Regions from separate parts of the Mus musculus genome. Here region 1 is linked to region 2. The links are chromatin contacts, called in public ChIA-PET maps. All regions are on one chromosome and are shown on one strand. Each heading gives the region's core, a stretch centred on a gene start, on an enhancer-like site or on the middle of the called end of the contact. The rest is flanking DNA. Distances are from core to core; before and after follow the strand shown. Region 1 overlaps Ski (ski sarcoma viral oncogene homolog (avian)). Region 2 holds the start of Tnfrsf14 (tumor necrosis factor receptor superfamily, member 14 (herpesvirus entry mediator)).

Region 1 (4,741 bases), core at 1,253-3,752, 290 kb after region 2:
GGGGTCTGCGAGGGCAACAGCCACTTCTCACTCTGGCTACTTATAGACTTACAAGTGTTACTTGTGGACAGACAACGCTACACTTAAAAACAGCGTGTCCACTGACAATGGGCGGGGACCATCAGCAGACAGTGTAGAGGGACTACAAAATCACGTGTAACAACAGCATCAGAGCAGCACCACATGACACCAGTTATTCTTGAGGTATAGCCCCAACTCCTCACCTAACTGGTTAAACCCACTCTGGGAAACTTCAGTCCCGCCTCCCCACCCCACCCCCATACTATCACGTGTCATGTGGTATAGATGGGCCTTCCTCACACCTAAACTCATGGGAAGTCAGGAAGGGGAAGGGTCACATCAGAGCCCAATTATCACCCTGGCCCTTGGGTCAGCCCCACTTGCCAGCCCACAAGTCTTCACTGCACACCATCGCCTCCACCAGGTCCCAACACTCATGCCAGGCCACTGCCTTTCCCTGAAATGCTAGCACAGTGGGAGCTACAGGAAGCCGTTTCCAACAAGAGCCACCTCTTTCACAGTGACCAGCGGACATTCCAGAGGAAGCCACAGCCAGCAGAGAGAGGGCTGGGAAGAACATCAATGCTCACAGCTCCAGCCAAGGGAAACATTCTAGGGCTTTCCAAGCACTCCAACTGGAAACGGGGTCCAGGTATCCCCCACGACATATGCGCAAGAGCAGCCTTCTTCAGAGCCCTCGACGAGATGGATAAGCAAAGAACTGTACTAAGGACAATCCAACCTTCCCTTCTGCAACCATGGAGATCTGGGCACTGGGGCCTGCCCGCAGTGACTGCTCACTTCCAGTGAATCAGCCTTCCACGCCCACTGCCCAGAGACCCAGCTGTGATCAGCCCCCACTCATTCCCAGAAGCCAGAAACAAAACACACCATGCCACCACAGACAGCTCCCACAGTGCACACAAGAGCCTGGGTGGCTATGGTGTGGCACCTCATCCCCTGTTACTGAAGTCCTGGCATTCTTTCAGGCATCAGAAGCCAAAAAAGTAAAATCAGAGACGCCAAACAGCGCAACAGATCTTGGGTGACTCTGGGCTCTTGCCAAGATCCCTTTATCTGTTTCCACACAAACAGGTCAGTGACTCAAAAGAATGTAGACAAGCATAGCCAAATCTACTCACAGGACACTTGGTCAGTACCAAGTACTGTAACCAGGTGCACATGTCCCTTGAGGGCCACAGGCTTCTGCCCTGACTTTACTATCATTCCACTTCCAAATCTTGGTCCTGTTTCAGGAATAAGAGGATACTGGCAGCTGTGAGTCTAGAACCCAGGGATCTCTAGGCAGTAGCACAGAAGCTTGGGGACAGGGCCTTATGTACAGAGAGAGCAGCTCTGTGAGCAATCTGTACATGTAGTAAGCAATCTGTGAGCTTACTACGTGGTGGCCCTGGTGACAGGGGTGCTTCCAGAGGGTGACCCAGGATAACCTCTCAAAGTACCTCAAAAGGCAGCAAGATCGTCGGAGCACAATCCTTGATCTAGAAAAGGGACCAGAACTCCACGGGGTCACAGGAGAAGGTGGGAGACACTCTTGATGGAGTAGTGTAGACAAGTCAGCATGACAGGATCCATCAGTGGCTACAGTGGCTACTGACCACACAGAGCACCAGGGGCAAAGCACCTCTCAGCCGCCATCTACCTGACACCCAGCTCCACGCTTCCTTTCTCTTCCCTGGCGCCAGGGAGAAGGCAAGAGAGGCTCCCCTCACTGCTCAGCTCTTCTAGATCTCACAGAAGTAACTTAGCTTTGATTCAAAACAAAGAAACTTTTAAAAAACATTTCAGTTGAAACTTGCATAATTCTTCTGAAGGAGAAACCTTGCCTCAACTTTCGCAATCCTTAGAAAGAGACACTGTTGCAGAATCCAGCCCCAGCCATGGCCACCTCGCCTCCTGCCAGACAGCAGGGCAGGCAAACCCCTCAACCGCAGCCTCCTTTCTGGGGCTGCAAAGACAGAGGCTCCGACCTGGGGGGGGTGGGGGGGGGGGATGGAGAGGCTCTGCTCTAGGGCAGGGCTGGGTTCACACTTGGCCCAGACTTCCTCACCCTCTACATCCTGTCTGCCCTTAAACACTTCAGACAGACATTACACAAACCAGCTGCAGGGGAGGTTGAGAAACGGCAGAGAGTCAATGACCTTACTCTTGGAAGCTTCTTGATGACGGGGCCTTCAGTGGGCATCCGGGGACAAAGGTGAGGGCTACTCAATGACCCTGCTTCCTCCAGATGGTGAGGGACCCAAATGGCTCCCAGAGGAGCCCCAGAAGGTATCAAGATTGATGGACAAACAGCCTGAAAGGCTATGCTGTAAGAACGTGGCCCTCTCAGAGGTGGGCTTCCACCAACACTCATTAACCCCTCCACGCACAGCTGGCTATGGTGTCCTAGAGACCACTCCCAAACTGCTGTCCCACTCTCGGAAGACCTACTGGCCTTGGACTGGAACCACCACCTGGCAGCCATCCTAGACCCAGAGAGCACCCTTCTTTCCTGGACCAGGGCCTGACCTCCGGGTCATATTCTTGGCCCACGCATCTGAAGGGGAAAAATCAATACCAACTCTAAGAAAGTTGAACACTCTTCAAAAAGAACCCAGTGAACTAAGTGCAGTTGACCTTTTGAAGAACCACCAAGACCTGCAGGTGTCCAGGAGACAGGGTCCCAGCTTACTGGCACTGTCCTCTCCTAAGGCAATCTTCCTGGAAGGAAAAACCCCAACTGGGCAGTGATACACGACTGTGATCCCACCTCTCGGGAGACAAGGCCCTATCCCAAGAAAACCAAAAGAGCAAATCACAGTCCACTCAGAAGACTCCTGAACCTAGCACACCACACCAGCTCTGCACCCTACAGCCACAGCCATGTCCTAAACACACCCAGGGCTCAGTGCTCCCTAAAAGCTGACCATCTGACTAGGTGTGGAACTAAGAACCGTGCCGTCAGTCCTGCTGTCCCACTCTGAGGAACCCCGACAAGTCTACATTAAGTGGTGTCAGGTGCCAGAACAAAGTCCCGAGAATCCAGGCTTCAGAACAGAGATGCCGTAACCTACAACAACCCAAGTCACTCCACACCAAAGCCCACTTCTCAGACCCACAGGGAGGATCCTGTTCTAGCCAGGAGGAGACCGGAAGGAGACTTCGGTGGCTGGCCTGAAAAGACAGCTGCTAGTAACTACCAATCTTCCTGTGGGACATCAGCCAAGTCCCACAGGTACACAGAGTGGCAGGCAGCTCAAAGGGCCACTGCCCATTTTCCTTTTTATGCAGATACCCTGACTCTGTGGGAAGCCCAACAGCTACCAAGCAAGCCAAGAGTAAGAGAGAACTGTCCAGGAAGCTACTGGATGGAAGGGAAGGTTCTGAGGCGCCCCCTTCCATCTGTGCCCTGCCCCACCACCCAACGAAAAACAGTATCAAGACAGGCTCAACAAAGCATTAGTCCTAACCTGCTTCAGAAAATCGAGGCACAGAGGAGGGGGTTAAGCAACTTGCTCAAGCTCACATAGCCGGTGAGTGAGGAAGAGAGTGAGAATGTTGATCCCACAGCGGGACTGGACCGGCTCACTGAGCACCCAAGTAGCCGGCATTTTCTTCAAAGCTTTGCCAGCAGAAGTGGACATTTCCTGTTTCCCCGTGACATCAGGAGGGTATTGCAGAAGACCACCTATCATAGCCCATGCCGAAGCCTGGGGGACAGCAGCCCACACCCCTGTACACACTCAACTGACCACAGGAACCACAATTCCACCTCCACCAGGCCAACCCCACCCGATCCCAACAGACCCTACCTCAGTCAAAGAGAAGCCGCCCCAGGCAGGCTGCCACAGAGCAGAGCAGCCAAGTGTCATGAGAGCATCAAGGACTCAGGAAACCCACTGCCCTCCGCACCTTCCTACCACCAGTTCAAGAACCCACCCCTCTCCACGAAGCACTCAGCTCACCCCTAGTTCAAGACAGCCCACGGGCCCGCCAAGAGCTGCATGGCCTGCAGTCCCAGCATACTCTGTGCTCTCCTCAGTAGATCACAAATGTTAACATAAGCTATGCAGGAAGTAAGGGGATCCTGACAACGTTCAGTGAACAAGAGCGGGCACTCAGGCCACTCCTCAGGACAAGAGAAGTCTGGGCAGCCATGGGTCTGCACCCAGACTGACCTCCCCTTCCTGGGTGTTACCTATGGTTCACAGAGATAAACATATGGCTGTCCTGAAGAGGACGGGTCCAGCCTGAACCCCCAACTTCAGACCCACAGAGTCAAGGGAGCAGCAACACGGATGGCAGAGCTGGGAGCACCTTACAAAGATGAAAGAGGAGTCTACCAGTGCCTTGTCAGTAAACAATCGGAAGCTGGTCAAACTCTAGAGCCCAAGCTGAAGCCACCACTTGCCTGAGAGGAGCTGGAGATACAGAGCACCTGAGAAACTTCTCTTCACTCAACAAATGAGGTGTCAGAGCACTCCCAGGGTGGCCAACAGAGAAGAGCAGCTAGACACAAACCATGGAGGAAATGACCCAAGCACATGACCATGGCTCAGCACACCGTCCTGCCTTCTAACCCCACAGTACTGGCACGGGCATCTGAACCAAATCCCCTGAGCCCAAGAATCTCATACCCAGCACCACAGGACTTGTAAGAGAAGACAGGAGTCTTCTACTCAGCAGTGGCTGGGACAAAGGGACCATGCTGGTCCTC
Region 2 (5,117 bases), core at 2,555-5,054:
AGAGTGGGAACTGGCCACAGCCTGTGGAATCCTAGCTAAGGCTCCATATTGCTCTGCCTACCCAGGATGCAGCTCAGCTGGGTTTGGCTACTCATCTTCCAGAGGGAGAGTAGTCCTTTCCCCAGCATGCTAGTCACCTACTTGGTCCAGGGCAGGCATTCCTCCTGAGTCCCTCCAAGTGAGAAGGTCCCTGTTAGGCAGTCAGCACATACAGTGTCCTGGTCGTGAGTCCCTGGGAAGTGAAGAGGGGCAAACAGAGGAGTACTGGGTTCAGGCTTGCAGGAATCTGGGCTTCCCTGGAGTGGGGCCTGGGAGCTGTCTGTTCTGGAGCCTCACAACCCATAATACTCTGTAGCTGGTAGAGGGAGCTGTGGTGGTAGATGGCACTGTGAGACTGTGTGAGAAGGGGCTGGGTAGTTTTAGGGCATCCTGGACATGGAAAGGGCCTGATGTAATAACCCAGGGGTCTTCAACCCACACACCCTTTGGGTAGCCTGGCCAGATGCCAGGCAGAAGGCAAAGGCAGCCCTCACATTTAGGTGAATAGTGGGGTTGGGCAGAGTTTACAAGTCTGGCTCCCGTGAAGCATTGGAGCTGAGGTGGAATAGCTGAGGTTAGACCCGATGTTGGATAGCTGAGGTTAGACCAGAAGTGGGAGCCAACGGAGAGGTTCCAGCTCCCCTTTGTTTTCTCTGCCCTCTGTCCTCTTCCTGACTCTTACCAGAAAACCTTTCTGGATCTTCCAGATTCTTTGAGTTCAGCTTTTCCCTGCCCCCCTGTGCTCCCCTCTCCCCTCCTGTCATGCCAACCTATAGCACTCTTTCCTCTCTTGCTGCCAGGACTGGTCTGGGGTGGGTGCCCTAGGGTTGGCCAAGATTTCTCCTCTGCTCCTTTCTGAAATCCTGAAGCTGGAGGTTTTCTAGACCCTAGGCAGCGGGCTTACTGGAACAAGGGTGGCCTCCGAAAAGAACCTTCAGTTAGACAGCTCACCTCTCTTCTCTACCCTCTGCCCTGGAGGGCAGGTGGTGTGCTGCAAGCATGTGGAACAGTGGCTCCCATCCTGGTTCTCACAGAAGTAGCCTGGGATGCATCTGCACACAGTGTCCTTCCAGCTGGAGCACTCCTGCCAGGTCAGCAGGCCCATGTCTGCCATCAGAGACAAGGCCATGGGAGCACCAGCACGGGATTTGGGGGAGCACCCTTCCTCCAGTCGTCCCAGTGTACCCGGGTCGGATTCTGCACAGCTTCACTTGCCAGAGGCTACCTACCACCTGCACATGTGGTACCAGGTTTGTCCTATAGGGGGAGCCAGGCATAGCACAATGGCTCTGAGCAGGGGGCTTGGTTGAGGGCTGATAGGGTCACAGAGTGGTTTGATGCCCAGGACCTGGGTTTTGACCAAGTCTGAATTGTCCTTGCCTCTGTTTTCTCCCACTCCAGGAAGCAGGACTTCCAATCTATGTGCCCATAGCCCTGGAAGTGTGGAGTTGGTAGGCTCTGCCATCCAGCAGAGTGCCCTGGTGACTCTTGGGATCTCAGTATCCCGTCCATGGGAATCAGCAGTCTTCGGCCTCCAGGTCTGAGCCGACTGTGTATGGGAATTGTGCGAATAGGTACAGAGTCACTCTGACCCCATGAGGGCACTCTGTGTGAGTATAGAGGTTCCCCTTCTATAAGGGTGAGGTCATCTCCATTTGCACACTGTGATAGACACGGGGTCACCCTCAGTAAGGGGTGAGGACAACCCTCCTCACACACTATGAGTAAGTACGGGGTTATCCTTGTGGGGAGTGTGAGGCCGCCCGATTTATTGCGGGCACTGTAATAAATCCAGAGTCACCCAAGGCTAGTGTATGGAGAGCGTGGGGCTATGGTGGGAACAGAAGCGCTGGCTACCTTACAGCTTCGAATATTCCAGGACCTGTGTCCCCATCCAAATCTGCCCAGGCCCAGGCAGCCATCAGTCTACGAGTGAGCTTTTCCTGGGTTCCTTCATATGAAGGGAAAAATATATATATATAATGGCCACATTGATCCCCAGTGATGTCCCAACGCATGTAAGAGTTCCTTCACGGGCAGGGAAACTGAAGCAGGAAAGAACCTCTCATTACCCACATGAACCAGATAGACAGGGAGAAAAAGAAGCAGGCAATAGAATCTCAGTGATGGGGATGGGGGGGGGGAGGGGAGACACACCCTGAGAACCTGCCCACAATAGCAGGAAGGTCAGGCTGCGGTTCCCTCCATGAGTTGCCCTCTTCTAGAACCAATGCCTGAGCCTAAGTGCTCCAGCAGACCCCACCTCCACCTCCTCAGGTGCTCCTACCTGGATCACAGACTCCGCAGGGCAGACACTTGCTCAGGCCATTTGCATGGGCGGTATATGTCTGTGGGGGACAGGGGGCACACACTGTGCCTGTATGCTCACTGCAGACCTGCTTCACATGGTAACCTGCAGCCAGGACCCACAGTTCCTCAGCAGGGTTGGGGGTTAATCCACAGAAACCTTCCCTTCCCTGTACCCTCACATGGGTCTAGCAAGTATGGCACCAACCACAACTAAAGCCCCACAGGACTTGTTGGCCTTCTGTCTGCCCTCTATGAACAATTCAGAAACACAGAGATGGGGCTTCCTAAATCCCTTAGAACTGGCTCTGACCCCAGCCCACTTTCAGTCTCAGTCTCTGGTTATAAAGCCTGCCCTACCCCCCGGGCCCACCCCAGGCAGTGAACTTCAAAGGTTCCAGACACCGAGGACTATCCCTGAACTGAACACTGTACAGCCGTTGGACTGAGGACCCAGAGGCCCAGAGGCTCAGGACAGGAGTTCCTCCCTGGCACAGCACTTCCTCCTGGGAACTCCCACCTGGGTTGCACATGGGGCAGCACTCGTCTCCCACAAGGAACTCCTCCTGTCTGCATGAGGGCTGGGCAGAGATGCGCTGCAGCAAGTTCAAAAGGAAGACACAAGGCACCTGGGAGAGGAGATGAGTGCTGGAGGAGAGGACTACCTCCATCGCTATGGCTCTCCCTCCCCAACCCCCCCACCAGGCTGGTCCAGGCCCTCAGTGCATGCTCTGCTTCTTGAAGTGAGGAAACAGCACAACTTCAGTGTCTCTGTAGGAGGGGCTCGGGCCCAGGCCTGCTTAACCTACCTTCTGCCTTCATTGCCTGACAGTGTAAGACCTGAGAGGCAGCAGGGTCAGCTGGGGCTGGGAACAGGCTCTTCAGAATCCTAGGGACAGCTGACTGATGGTTAGTATATCCTACTTGAGCAAACAGGATAGACACTCTGTCTGGCTCCTGCTAGCCTGCCCTGATCTCTGTCTCCACTCTGTGAGGGTGCTTATCCTCAGGGACAGAGATACCTATGGTTGGCCTCTTGCTACAGGGCCTGTCCAGAGACAGCCAGGGTTCTGCCAAGGGCTACTATGCTCATAGCACCACCTCCTGCCCTTTAAAGAGAGCCATAGTAGGTGTCTGTGAGTGGAGGCCCGGGAGTGGAGGGGCAGAGGCCTGCCTTCCTGTAGCCTCCCAACCTGAGGTTGTTATCAATTATCTCCAGAGATTTGCAGATCCAAGCAGCATAAAGCCCCGTGAGCTAGCTGCCCAGACAGAGCTAAGGGACAGGAAATGTCTGGGGTGGGCTGTGGCTGGAGTTGGGCCGGAAGGAGCTTGGAGGCTGTAAAGGGCTCGGGAACTCACCAGCCTGAAGGTGTTGTCTGTAGGGGCCTGGCTCCAGGGTGCCGACCCCCATCCTGGGAGAGGTTCCATTTTCTTGATCAAGAAACTTCAGGCCAAGAGCCCCATGGGCTCTGAACCTCCTCACACACTCTCATGAGCCTTGGCAAGGAAAAGTGAAAATGAAAGAAAAAATAGTCTCTCTGACTGAAGTCTGTTAGAGGCAGATGGAGCACATTAAGTACACACGGGGCGTGGTGCTGGGAGGGCCCTAAAGTCCAAACAGAGCCTCAGCTTCAGACTCCATACAGGGACACTAGCAAGTTTTCCCAGCCTGTATATATACCCTCTGGAAGTATGTCTGTCTCCCAGGTCACTACAAACACCTCGGTGCTTACCTTGAATTTTCTGACAGACAAACTGAAATAGGAACCTCTCAGCCTCAGGGAACTGGGAACTTGATCTTTTGACCTACCTCCCAACTCACCCCTCTCACCGGACCCTCCCCCTTTAAGCTTCCAGTCACTTCCCAGACACCACGTCAGGGTTATCCCCATTACCAATTTATCACTGCCCGCTTCTTCAGCCTATACGCTTCTGAGCACATTCGGCGCTAGGAACAGGAGCCAGCCTTCTTTATCTTCTAAGGGTGAAGCAGGGTTTCTTATCATCTTTGAGCAGGCTATGGGCTTCTCTAACTGGCCCCTGAGCGGGACTAGGCGGAGCAGACTAATTTTCCTTTTGCAGATGAGGATGGGGGCTTTGAGTAGGACTACAGGGTAGTATGCTGGGCTTCCTCAGCCCACAGACTGGCTGAGGTCATGGGGTGGGGGCCTACTACAGACCTAGGCTGTTGAGAGCTTTTGGTGCTTCTAGGAATCTGGCATCTGTCACTGGGCTCAGACAAAGAAGTCGGCATGTCAGAAACAATGACCACGGGGCTTTGTTTACTGCTTTGCTGACCACTTAACGTTAGCCTTGTGTCATCCTTGCGCTTACTACTTGTCACATCCTTGGTCACTCTCTTGTGTGGTCTCCTTGTTTACTACTTGTTTACTTGGTTGCTTTGTCTTTGATCTAAGAACTGACCATGGGTTTTGTTTGTTTGTTTTTGTTTTGTTTTGTTGCATAAACCTAGAATGATATAAAAGCAGGCGGGAGAGAAACAGCTGCTTCAGCCGCGGTACGGGCTGGAGTCAGGTTATAGTGTTGTCTGTTTTCTTTTTCAATACTCACTCCCTCCCTTGAGACCCTGTTGACTGGCTGAGCTGGCTTGGTCACGAGGCTCCAAAGAGAAATAAGGAACCCCAAAGGCGCACAGAACATGAAGCTCCTCCAAGATTCTTTGACCAGGGCTACTGTGCGTCTCTCAACCCCTCGACTGACCGTTAAAACTAACCACAAATTATTGCTCCAGCTGAATCGGTCACCACCCT

What was found. ChIA-PET counts read pairs in DNA pulled down with a chosen protein or histone mark.
Region 1: a contact with region 2 is called in an RNA polymerase II ChIA-PET map of memory CD8 T cells, with 59 read pairs. The contact joins the enhancer-like site here to the promoter of Tnfrsf14 in region 2. A contact is called at or near these places in 2 of 484 Hi-C or Micro-C datasets (both in CD8 T cells), 4 of 115 datasets of contacts at active chromatin or transcription factors (bone marrow-derived dendritic cells, memory CD8 T cells, microglia and 1 more) and 1 of 9 other capture datasets (liver).

Annotation. Positions count from the first base shown.
Region 1 is chr4:155,215,434-155,220,174 of GRCm38.p6, forward strand. All of the region lies in intron 1 of Ski (ski sarcoma viral oncogene homolog (avian)), which reads right to left. Among named protein-coding and RNA genes, the nearest start is that of Ski, 4.7 kb to the right of the region's middle. Within about 2 kb of position 2,503, at least 144 of the 459 cell types and tissues checked have an H3K27ac peak or open chromatin away from gene starts, as enhancers often do. A contact at or near this core is called in CD8 T cells, liver, memory CD8 T cells and 2 more, where this site is marked.
Region 2 is chr4:154,924,273-154,929,389 of GRCm38.p6, forward strand. Tnfrsf14 (tumor necrosis factor receptor superfamily, member 14 (herpesvirus entry mediator)) reads right to left here and starts at 3,805. Exons shown (of 8, transcript NM_178931.2): 1 at 3,706-3,805; 2 at 2,867-2,975; 3 at 2,327-2,452; 4 at 991-1,146; 5 at 142-232. The coding sequence starts at 3,774.